2 separate regions of the Delphinus delphis genome follow, and region 1 is linked to region 2. A link is a contact called in public Hi-C data. All regions are on one chromosome and are shown on one strand. The core of a region is the stretch at or near the end of the contact, and the rest is flanking DNA. Distances in the headings are between cores, read along the strand shown.

Region 1 (5,255 bases), core at 1,901-4,400, 280 kb before region 2:
AACCAACCCACTAAATATCCAGTATCTGTACACACCTATGAGACTCGGATCACTGGAGTTTAGTCTTACAAAAGTGGGCTCTCTCATGTACTTTGTCAAAGCATTAGCCAAAAATTCAGGGTAAGTAGCTGACACTGCCAACATCTGCTTACTGGCAGGCAAGGAAGAATAAATCCAACTGCAAAATAAAAGAAAAACACACACACCATGGAAACTATTCAGATGATAATCACCACCTAGAAAAGCAAAAGATAGATACTTTGGGGCACCATTTCAATAGTCAAGTTAGTTATTTTTCTTACTTTATTTGCTCCTGGAAGCTGCCTTCTTCTAAAAGCTTATCTGCTTCATCAAGAATAAAGAGACGTATACTGCCTGGATTCAAGTAGTCAAGTTCTATCAGTTGTTTAATTCTGCCTAAAGTCCAGAAAAAAAATATTCAAATATTCATATGCACCAAATCCGTGCAAATTTCAGCCAATGTTGTTATTCTACTTACAGGTTGAATTGCTAACTTTCCTGACCCAACCCTCATTATTCTTTACACACTAAACCACAAATTAGAAATCCTGAGTTGTGATCTTCCCTAAATCCATTATTTTTTCCCTCACATTTCATCACCAATACGTATGGAAAATAAACACTTCCTGTCAAAAGACTTGTAAGGCACTGAATGCTAGATTATGATTCTGAGTGACTCATGACCGAAGGACTAACACTGAAGCAAAGAATAATCCCAATCCATGGCTTAGAAGGGCTTTCTGAAATCATCTCATTCCTCTTCTGCTCAGAAGCCTATCCCATACTTGTTCTTAAACATCCTTAGAAACAGAAATTTCATAAATCCTGTTGGTAATCCAGTCATGTGTTTATATGTCACTAATCTAATGCTCTTCATTTTTAATCCTCAAAATAATTACCATAATTATCAAAGATTGCCATATTCTTATTGCTGTATAGAAGTGTTCAGTTACTTAAAAGCCCCAGTTATTAACAAGCATTGATATCTTACCAGGAGAACCAACAGCAATATGACACTTTTTAAGTCTGGTTTTGTCTTGTGATAATGGAGTCCCTCCGATAAACACATGACACTCTAAGCCTTCCATTTTTATTCCAATGGCTGTGATAACAGAATGTATCTGTACAGCAATTTCTCTTGTAGGAGCCAAGATCAAAATCTAAAAAACACATAAAATATACCTTTAACAAGTCGGTAGAATAAATACATAAGGCAGGACTCAAAAAGCTTTACAGTGTTTTTTAACCCAGATACTCATATCTGGGTTAAAAAACACTGTTGAAGAGTCATCATCAGATATACATGACTGAGAACTTGAAATACAGCCTGCTGTAACTACTAAACCACAAAGTAAGACTATGAGGGTCATACCTGATTCATCTTTATATCCCCAATGCCTGGCATACTGTTTAAACATAACATGGGCTCAACAAATCTTTGCTGAAGAAATGATCTCCAAACCCAAATCTCCTGTTAATTTGGGTAAGGCCCTCTTAGACCCTACTCTGAGAGAACCCAGAAGGTGGGAGATCAGTATAATACATTCACTGTAAGAACCACATGCAGTTACCTACCATAGCCAAACACCTCATTACCACGAATCAGGTCAAATGCTAAACCTCACCACAATCTAGTGAGCAAATAAAAGAATAAAAAATCCCTATCTGTATTCTCAAGTAATGACAAAATTGACACACATGGCAGACTTATTTTATTTAACACGCAGTAATAACAGAAATCTCTAAACTTCTAACACTAATAATGTGTATTTGGTCACTAACCACACCAACACCACTCATCAGCCTAAGTATCTACTTTACTTGTATACTTTTCATATGTCTTAACACAATCATTCACTTCTACCTCTGAGGAGCTACTGGTATTTCATCTGACCTGTAGGAAATCCACATAACATACCCTCCTTGGGTCCTCTGAGCTAAACTCACCTGGGTACTTAGGTTTTCAAGAACAAGAGAGTCCAAAGCAATGGTGGAGAATACACAGGTTTTCCCAGTGCCAGACTTAGCTTGAACAATTAAATCTGGAGAGGAAAAAAAAAATTATCATTAGCCAGGACTGACTGAAGAAGCTTAGGTACCAACATGAAATTCCAGAACTAGACAGGCCTCCAGAGATCACATCCTTAACCACCTTCGTTTTTAAGTTAACTCTAAAACAAGCATGCGGCCATATCCAGAAACAGGCCTCCTCCCTGAACCTCCACCGTTTCTCTTCTTTTTTTGGCTTAGAAAGCAGAAATTTATTTTCTCAAAGTTTTGGAGGCCAGAAATATGAAATCAAGGTATCAGCCGGGCCACATTCCCTCCTACGGCTCTATGGTACAATCCTTCCCGTCTCTTCCAGCTTCTGACGGCTGAGACATTTCTTGGCTTGGAGTTGTGTAATTCCAATCTCTGCCTCCATTTTCACATGGCTTTCTTCTCTGCCTTTCTCCCTGCTCTTATAAGGACTCTTGTCACTGGATTTAGGGCCTACCCTAATCCAGGCTGATCTCATCTGAGATCTTTCCTGCCGTTTATATTCCCAAACGTAGAACCACTTGACAGCGTGGAATGGACCTCAACTATCTCCAAATTCAATACTGCGCCTCCGTTTGACAGAGGAGGAAACTGAGGCTCGCGTGCGTGCGGCGTCTTGCCCCGGGCCGAGCCCTGCAAGACGGCCGCTCTGGGCCCTTCCCGGCCCTCGCCACGGGCTTGGCCGCCGCCGCCGCCGCCGCCGCCCCCTCCTGTGGCCCTCCCGGCCCCTCCAGGGCCCCAGCCCTCACCAAGTCCGCACCGCCCCAGCGGTATGGCCTTGAGCTGCACGGGCGACGGCCGCTCGAAGCCAACCGCCCGCAGCCCCTCCACCACCGGCCGCGACAGCAGCAGCGACTCGAAGTCCCCCGGCTCCGCCAGCAGCACGTCCCCGGTGCGGGTCCGCGGACTGTTGATGTCATGAGCCGTCCGCAGACTCCGCACTGGCCGGGTGGCTGGCTCCGGGGCCGCGAACTGCGCAGCCACGCGCTCCGCCGGCATAGTGCTCTCCACGGTCTTTAAGGCCGCCGAGCCTTCAAAAGCCGTCGCCATGCTAGCCGCGCCGCCGGATCTCGCGGTACTTGGGGAGAGGCGTGGAGCCTGAGAACAAGAAGAGGAAAAACTTTATTGGCAGTCTTCCTGCGAAGACACTGACACTCCCGGCCTCGAAGAGGAGGGGTAAGGGACGGAAGTCGGAGGCTTAGAAGGACTCGGAAACAGCTATAACAACAAAAAAAACGTGGCCTGAGGAAGGCGGGAAAAGGGAGGGGAGGAAAGCTGAGGCTACCGGTGTGTCGCCGCCTGCGGCCTACAGAGGGCGCCGCGCGCTCACGGTGGGAGCACTGCCCCGCCCTGCGCCCGCGTTGCTGACCTCACAATGCTGCCTTTGTGAAGAGCCCAGTGCGTCACGCTCCCAGCCTCCGGGCTTCGGCTCGGCGGTCAACTCCTCCGGCTCCCCACCGTGTCCCGCCCCAACTCGCTGCCTCCTCCTGTGCTCGCAGAGAGCGCCCGAAGTACAGCGAGATTTAGGATTGACCACGTTGCCAGGTATATATCTGTGTGCTTTCATCTCTGCGTTCCCAGCCCCTAGCACAGTACCTGGCACACGCTGAGCTCTGATAAAAGCAAATCGAATTGGAACCAGCAACTGAACTGACAACTCCCACATTAGTATCTACACCTCCGACCCTCCTCTGAACTCCAGACTTGTACATCCATCTCCCTTTTCAACACTTCCACTTTATGTCTAATAGCTCAAATTTAACATTTTCTATGTGTTGCTCCTATCCCTCCCCACCACCATCTCATGGATGACAGCAGTCTTTACCACTTTATTTTAGGTCTCTGCTCAAATACGACCTTTTCAAAGAGGACTTTCCTGAACACTCTGAGATAGCTCCCCCATCCTGGCAGCTCCCCAGCCTTTCCCATCACTCTCTATTCCCTTATTCTGCTTTATTTTTCTGCTTATCACTAGATGAAATCATATGTTTATTGTCTGTCTCCCCCACTCTCTGAGGACAGGGACCTATTCTCTTTTGTTCTCTGCAGTATGCCTAATCGGAAAAAACAATCTAACACAGAGTAAGTGCTCAATATTTATTGAATAAATGAGCTCCTATAAAAAGTCTGAGTCGTAACTCCAAATTAAGTATTTTTGGAACCTAATATTCACAATTACAAATCTAAAGATTATATCATAATTCTGGTCGTTATCTCTCACCAGCCTCACACTTCCCTACACACACACACACACACACACACACACACACACACACACACACGGTGATGATGCAGATTCCAAAGGAGGTAGGAGGACTTTGGCAAGGTAATCCCACTGGAAAGGTATTCTCAGATGCATTTTTCTTATAAATTTACAAAACATTGAGAAAATGTCAACTGTTCATATGAAAGAAGGGGGCCTGTTGGGAGTGGGCAGTAAAGGTTCCAGACTTCCTCTTAGTACCTACCCCACCTCTTTCATCCACTTAATCCCTAAATCCCAAACCTGGGAATTAATTATTCTTGATTCCACCTTCCATTATCCCTCTCCCCTTTCTTTTTTTTGGGGGAGGGGGGGATTTGGATTGACCAGGGATTGAATCCGGGGCCATGGCAGACAGTGAAAGCACTGACCTAACCACTGGACCGCCAGGGAAATCCTTCCCCTTTCTAACAATTACTTGAGGGCAAGTAATTTTGCTTCCAAATATTGCATCCATATTTCTTCTCCAGTCTCCATAGCATCTGTCCTATTTTAGGTCCCTTTTAAGGGTCCTATTTTAGGACCTTTTAGGTCCTAACTATCACAACAACCTCCTGAATGGTTCCCCTGCCCAAATATTGCAGTTATGTTACTAGTCATAAATTATATTGCTATAGCTAAAAACAAATCAATACAATTTTTTTCCTCAGTAGTTAAAAAGTGTAATAATGCTTGCTGTTGGTCGTAATTTTTAGTGCCATAAAAATAAAACATAAAGGTAAGAGATCATTTAATAACCAGGTAAGGTATGAGAGTAACATACGCAGAAACCAGTTGGACTGTTGTCTGCCTGCTGGCCTCCTTCAGGATAAAATCACAATGGGACCCCAGCCTCTTTGTATGCTGTTCTGTCTACTTGGAAAATCTTTCCTCACCTTATGTACCTGGAAGGTAGAGGGGGGAAGGATTCCTGTGAATTGAAGAAGTGGGA
Region 2 (4,800 bases), core at 950-3,449:
CCTTTATAAAGGCCTTCCAATCTTGGGTTGACAATTACTCACTCAACAAAACATTTACTGACTTTCTGCTTGTATTAGGCACCGGGAGTTTAACAATAAGCAGACAAAGTCCCAGCCTCTGACATTCTAGTAGGGGTTTGGGAAGTGTTGAGTGTATAGGTCCATACACAATTTCAGACAGTTTTAAGTGCCATGAAGAAAAACAGGTGAAGGAAGGGGCTAAGGAGCAACGGAGTGAGGGAAAGGCTTTTTTGGTAGATCAGATGACATTTGAGCCAATGACCTGGGGAAAAGAGAGAAGAGCAACTACAAAGGTCCTGAGGCAACAATAAGCTTGGCAGTTTTCAGAGGAATAGCAAGAAGGCCAGTAAGGCTAGAGAATGAGCTTAAAAGAGAATGTAAGAAGGTAAATCAAGAGGTAGGATGGGGTCAACCCATGTTGAACTTTCTGTGTTAAGGTAAGTTTGGATTTGATTTCAAGTGGGATGGGCAGCTCTAGAGGGTTCTGCAGGGGAAGGGTGGGGGGACTGACAGAATCCCTGTGGCTATTGTGAGGATGGCCTGTAATGGGACAAGAATATAGATTCAAGGAGACTAGTTAGGAGACAACTGAAATAGCCTAGGTGAAACGTGATGGTGGTTCACACTCCAGTAGCAGTAGTAGTGGAAGAAGTGGTCAGAGTCTGGATATCATCTGGAGAAAGAGCCTTACTAATGCATTAGACATGAAATGTGAAAGAGAAATCAAGGATGTTCCTTGCATTTTGTATATGTATTTATTATCTATATTACAATTATTTACTTGTCTATATGGAATCTTTCTTCTCTGAGAAGTTGGAAGCAGCCAATTATAGCCTCACTTTATTGCTTATACAAAAAATTACAGATAAACCAAAGCCACTTTTTCAAGCTACAGGATTGTTATCAAATTTTTCAAGATTTAGGACTAAGTCTGGAAGTAAAAAGAGAAATCCCAAAGAAAACTGACGTTTTATGAAATATCAGTAACACCTTCTAATATTTACTAAGCACATACTATGTACCAAGCACTGTTTTTAGGGTTCCCAGGAATTAATTCCCTTAATTTTCACAATCCATAATGTACTATTCTATTTTGCACAAGGGGAAATTAAGGTCCCACAGTAAGGTCCCACTTGTAAGTGGAGGAGCCCGGTGTACCCTCTTTCAGCTTTGGAATCCTCGCTGTAAACTACCATTTTATAGCTGCCTCCTCTGGTAGACTGTGCGTGAGGTCCACGAAGGCAGGTACTTAACCTTACTCATTTTTTTTACGTTCGGTTACGTGCGTGGCAAGATAAATATCTACTGAAACGACGAATAATTTCTCTGACCTGACAGTAAAAGTTGGAATCTGGGAGGCAGATTAAAAACAATATGCTTCACTGTTTTATTTAACAAAACTTGTCCTAGGGTATGCAATCTAGTAACCCCGACTAGAGATGCCGCAGCTGTGGCTAGCTGAAGGTCACAAGGGAGAGGGGCGGGGCTTAGGGGACACCAAAACCAGTTTCTAGTTTAGTTAGAACACATTAAGTGACACAACGGTGTTCCAGGCAGTAACAGGAGCACACATGTTTGAATGAGACTTGAAGCGTTCCAAAATAACCTAAAGAAAGGTAATTACCGGCCCAAAGGTAAGAACAGATTACCCAGAAGTGAAATAGGTGATAAAACACGGACAAAAGGGAGTATTACACCCCTTACACTTACCCTGGACCGAGGAGGGCTGCGTTCTTCAGAGAGGGAGCTAGAAATACACAAGGCACAGGTTAGCAAGGTCACCGTGAAATCTGGTTTGCCCCTTCCTCGGTCCCCGCGGAGCCCAATCACTAAGGCCATGCGTCCCCCATTCCTATCCCCCGAGACCCCACACTCTCCTTCTGAGCGGCACTAATCAACTCTCCACGCAGGCCCAAATCCCGCCGCGCCTTTCATCCCCTTTCCTCCCACCCGCTCCAAGTAGCCCTAGACGCGCTGGTTTGCAATCACTCTGCTAGCCTGGACTAGGGTCTGCACCTCTCACCTGCTGCGGTGGCGGCAGAAAGTACCACCCGGGACAACATTGTCAGATAGCGTCCACACAACAGTCTTCGCGCCCCAGTGACCGCTACAGGAGACTCTGTCAGGGGCAGAAACAAGATGGTCGCTCACAAGTCTCGCGAGAAGAGAACATCGTGCCCTTTTCATCAACTTCCGGTCTTTTTTTTTTTTTTTTTTTTTTTTTTTTTTTTTGCGATAAGAAGCACAGGGCACTGAGAGCCCGCGGCAAGAGGTTGCTCGCTGGAAACGGGAATGGAATCGTAGAAGCAATTCTCGCGAGATGTAGAGAGGCTGTAGCCTGGCCGGAGGGGCGGAGGCCTATAGCGGGGCCACGTGGTGGCTCGCGGAGCTGAGTCTCCGACGGGCGTCCAGTTTGGGTCTAGGTTGGAGTTGGAATCGTGGAGATGCGGAAGGAAACCCCGCCCCCGCTAGTGCCCCCGGAGGCCCGGGAGTGGAACCTTCCCCCTAATGCACCAGCCTGTATGGAGCGGCAATTGGAGGCTGCGCGGTACCGGTCGGGTGAGCCTAGGTCCTGGGTCTGGGAGTTCCCTCACCCCACCCCGAATGCCCTTTCCCGGGACTAAACCTTCCAGCCTTCCCCCAGCCCCCCGCTTACCCCGCATGCCATCCTCACCCCTGCCTCGCGTCGCTGAGCTCAGTCCCCAGCCGTGCTCGGCGTTCCTGGGCTCCGATCCAGACCCGGCCAGCTGGCTGCTGGGCGGTCACCAGGGAGATTAGCCCTTCCACTCCTCACGCGCTGACAACTTGTATCTCCCTTAGATGGGGCGCTTCTGCTCGGGGCTTCTAGCCTGAGTGGCCGCTGCTGGGCTGGCTCCCTCTGGCTTTTCAAGGACCCTTGTGCCGCCCCCAACGAAGGTTTCTGCTCCGCTGGAGTCCAGACGGAGGCCGGAGTGGCTGACCTCACTTGGGTAGGGGACAGAGGTATCCTAGTGGCTTCCGATTCAGGTGAGTCACTTTCTCCTCAACCTTACAGGTGGGATGGAGGCCATGGGTATAGGTCGGGCTGTGCTCAATTTTTAAAATCCCATACTCAGTGCTTGGGGGAGCTTGAGGGTGTTGGTCCCGAAGGAGAGTAACTGTGTAGGTAGGAAATACCTTCCCCAAGATTCTAAATTGTTTGGTGGAAATTCCTAGTATAATCCATAACAAAATTAAGAAATTAATTGGAACTATTTTTCTTCTCTGTATCCACCCAACCCCAAACCAAGGATAATCTTGATCTTAAAGATGATGCCGAGGCCAATCTGTGCTCTTTCCATTTCTTCCCATTTTATTCTTAAATGCCTTTATTCTGCTTTCTTTGCCTTGAATGTCAGTCTCAGCAATGGAGGCTTTGACATTAAAAAAAAAAGAAATCAGAATATGGACGTTGGCAGGCATTGCATGGAAGGATAAGTGTGGGACATTAAAGATTGAGCCTCTCTGGCGATTGAGCTTGAACACTCTATATTCAGGGCAGCTGTCTGATGATTTTCTATACTTAGTCACTGTACAACATATTTTTATGTTATTCAACATATTTTTATGACTCTAAGACATTTATTCAAATTGTTCAACAAATACTTTAGTGTCCAAATAACTGGGAATATTTAACCATACGGCCTGTGTGCTACTCAGATCATTGGGGAGATTTCCTCCTTGTCTCCTGAGAGCTTAGAATCCTAGAAGCGAATTTCTGTCTTGGCATAATCCAAGCTTGTTTCCCTCACCCTACTCCCCACCCCCAACAGGTGCTGTTGAATTGTGGGAGCTGGATGAGAATGAGACACTAATTGTCAGCAAGTTCTGCAAGTATGAGCACGATGACATCGTGTCTACAGTCAGTGTCCTAAGCTCTGGCATGCAAGCTGTCAGTGGTAGCAAAGACTTTTGGTGGGTCCCTCCTCTCATCGCTCCTGTTTCTGGGCCTCCTTTGGGTGTCTTTAGCATCATATTAGCCTCATTAAATTATGTTTTGGGCTCATTATAAGAACCCAGTGACTAATTATGATATGCCTATAAGGTTTTCTTAGAGATTTTTGCAATCCATGGTAAAAGTAGGCTGTACCAGAAGTCCAGTAGGCAAAGACATAGGGCGTTCTTATTTGAACACACGTTTTTATGTAGGTAGTGTAGGTCAAATTAAGTCTCTGTTTCCTTTTGCTTCTTAGCATCAAAGTTTGGGACCTTGCTCAGCAGATGATTCTGAACTCATACCGAGGTGAGTGCATGTTCCTTCCTTTTCAGTCCTGGCCTTGGCTGTTTTGTTTTTATTCTCCCCTTTGGGCTCTTTGAACTTTGCTTGCATGTTAGTGATATCAATTCTTTGCTCTCCTGCCTGGTAGTATATTTCTTCCAAAACTACGGTCAGGCTCCAATGTCGATTCTAGCCCTTTTCATAATTTCCCTATATTTTTTTTTTTATTGACAGCCTCACCACCTTCTTGGTCACCTGAGGCTGAAAATCCCAGTCCTCTTCCACTCCTCCTGTTTCCCACTATCAGTTGGTCCCCAAGTTCTTTGGAGTCTTTTTCCATTTCGTCAGTGACCTTCCATTCCATTTCTTATGCTCCCATTTACTTTCAGGCTTTATCTTATTACAGACGGTGGCACTCATCTCATTGTTCTACCTGTAATCTTTAGTCTTTCATTGGTTTCTTGTGGCTTGCAGGTTAAAATCTCATGTTCATGTCCTGGCATTCAAGCCTTTTTCCTGTCACTCCTTCAAGCATACCATGC

Evidence for each region. A called contact is a pair of places that touch in the nucleus more often than the background predicts.
Region 1: a Hi-C map of lung shows a contact between it and region 2, with 7 times the contacts expected there. The contact joins the promoter of DDX20 here to the promoter of ATP5PB in region 2. A contact is called at or near these places in 2 of 3 Hi-C or Micro-C datasets (lung and muscle).

Annotation. Positions count from the first base shown.
Region 1 is chr1:97,725,648-97,730,902 of mDelDel1.2, reverse strand. It overlaps DDX20 (DEAD-box helicase 20), which reads right to left and starts at 3,150. Exons shown (of 11, transcript XM_060027294.1): 1 at 2,811-3,150; 2 at 1,969-2,063; 3 at 1,013-1,181; 4 at 303-417; 5 at 36-178. The coding sequence starts at 3,111.
Region 2 is chr1:97,449,572-97,454,371 of mDelDel1.2, reverse strand. ATP5PB (ATP synthase peripheral stalk-membrane subunit b) reads right to left here and starts at 2,199. Exons shown (of 7, transcript XM_060027229.1): 1 at 2,045-2,199; 2 at 1,732-1,768. The coding sequence starts at 2,084. WDR77 (WD repeat domain 77) reads left to right here. Exons shown (of 11, transcript XM_060027217.1): 2 at 2,434-2,580; 3 at 2,842-3,027; 4 at 3,813-3,954; 5 at 4,233-4,282. The coding sequence starts at 2,466.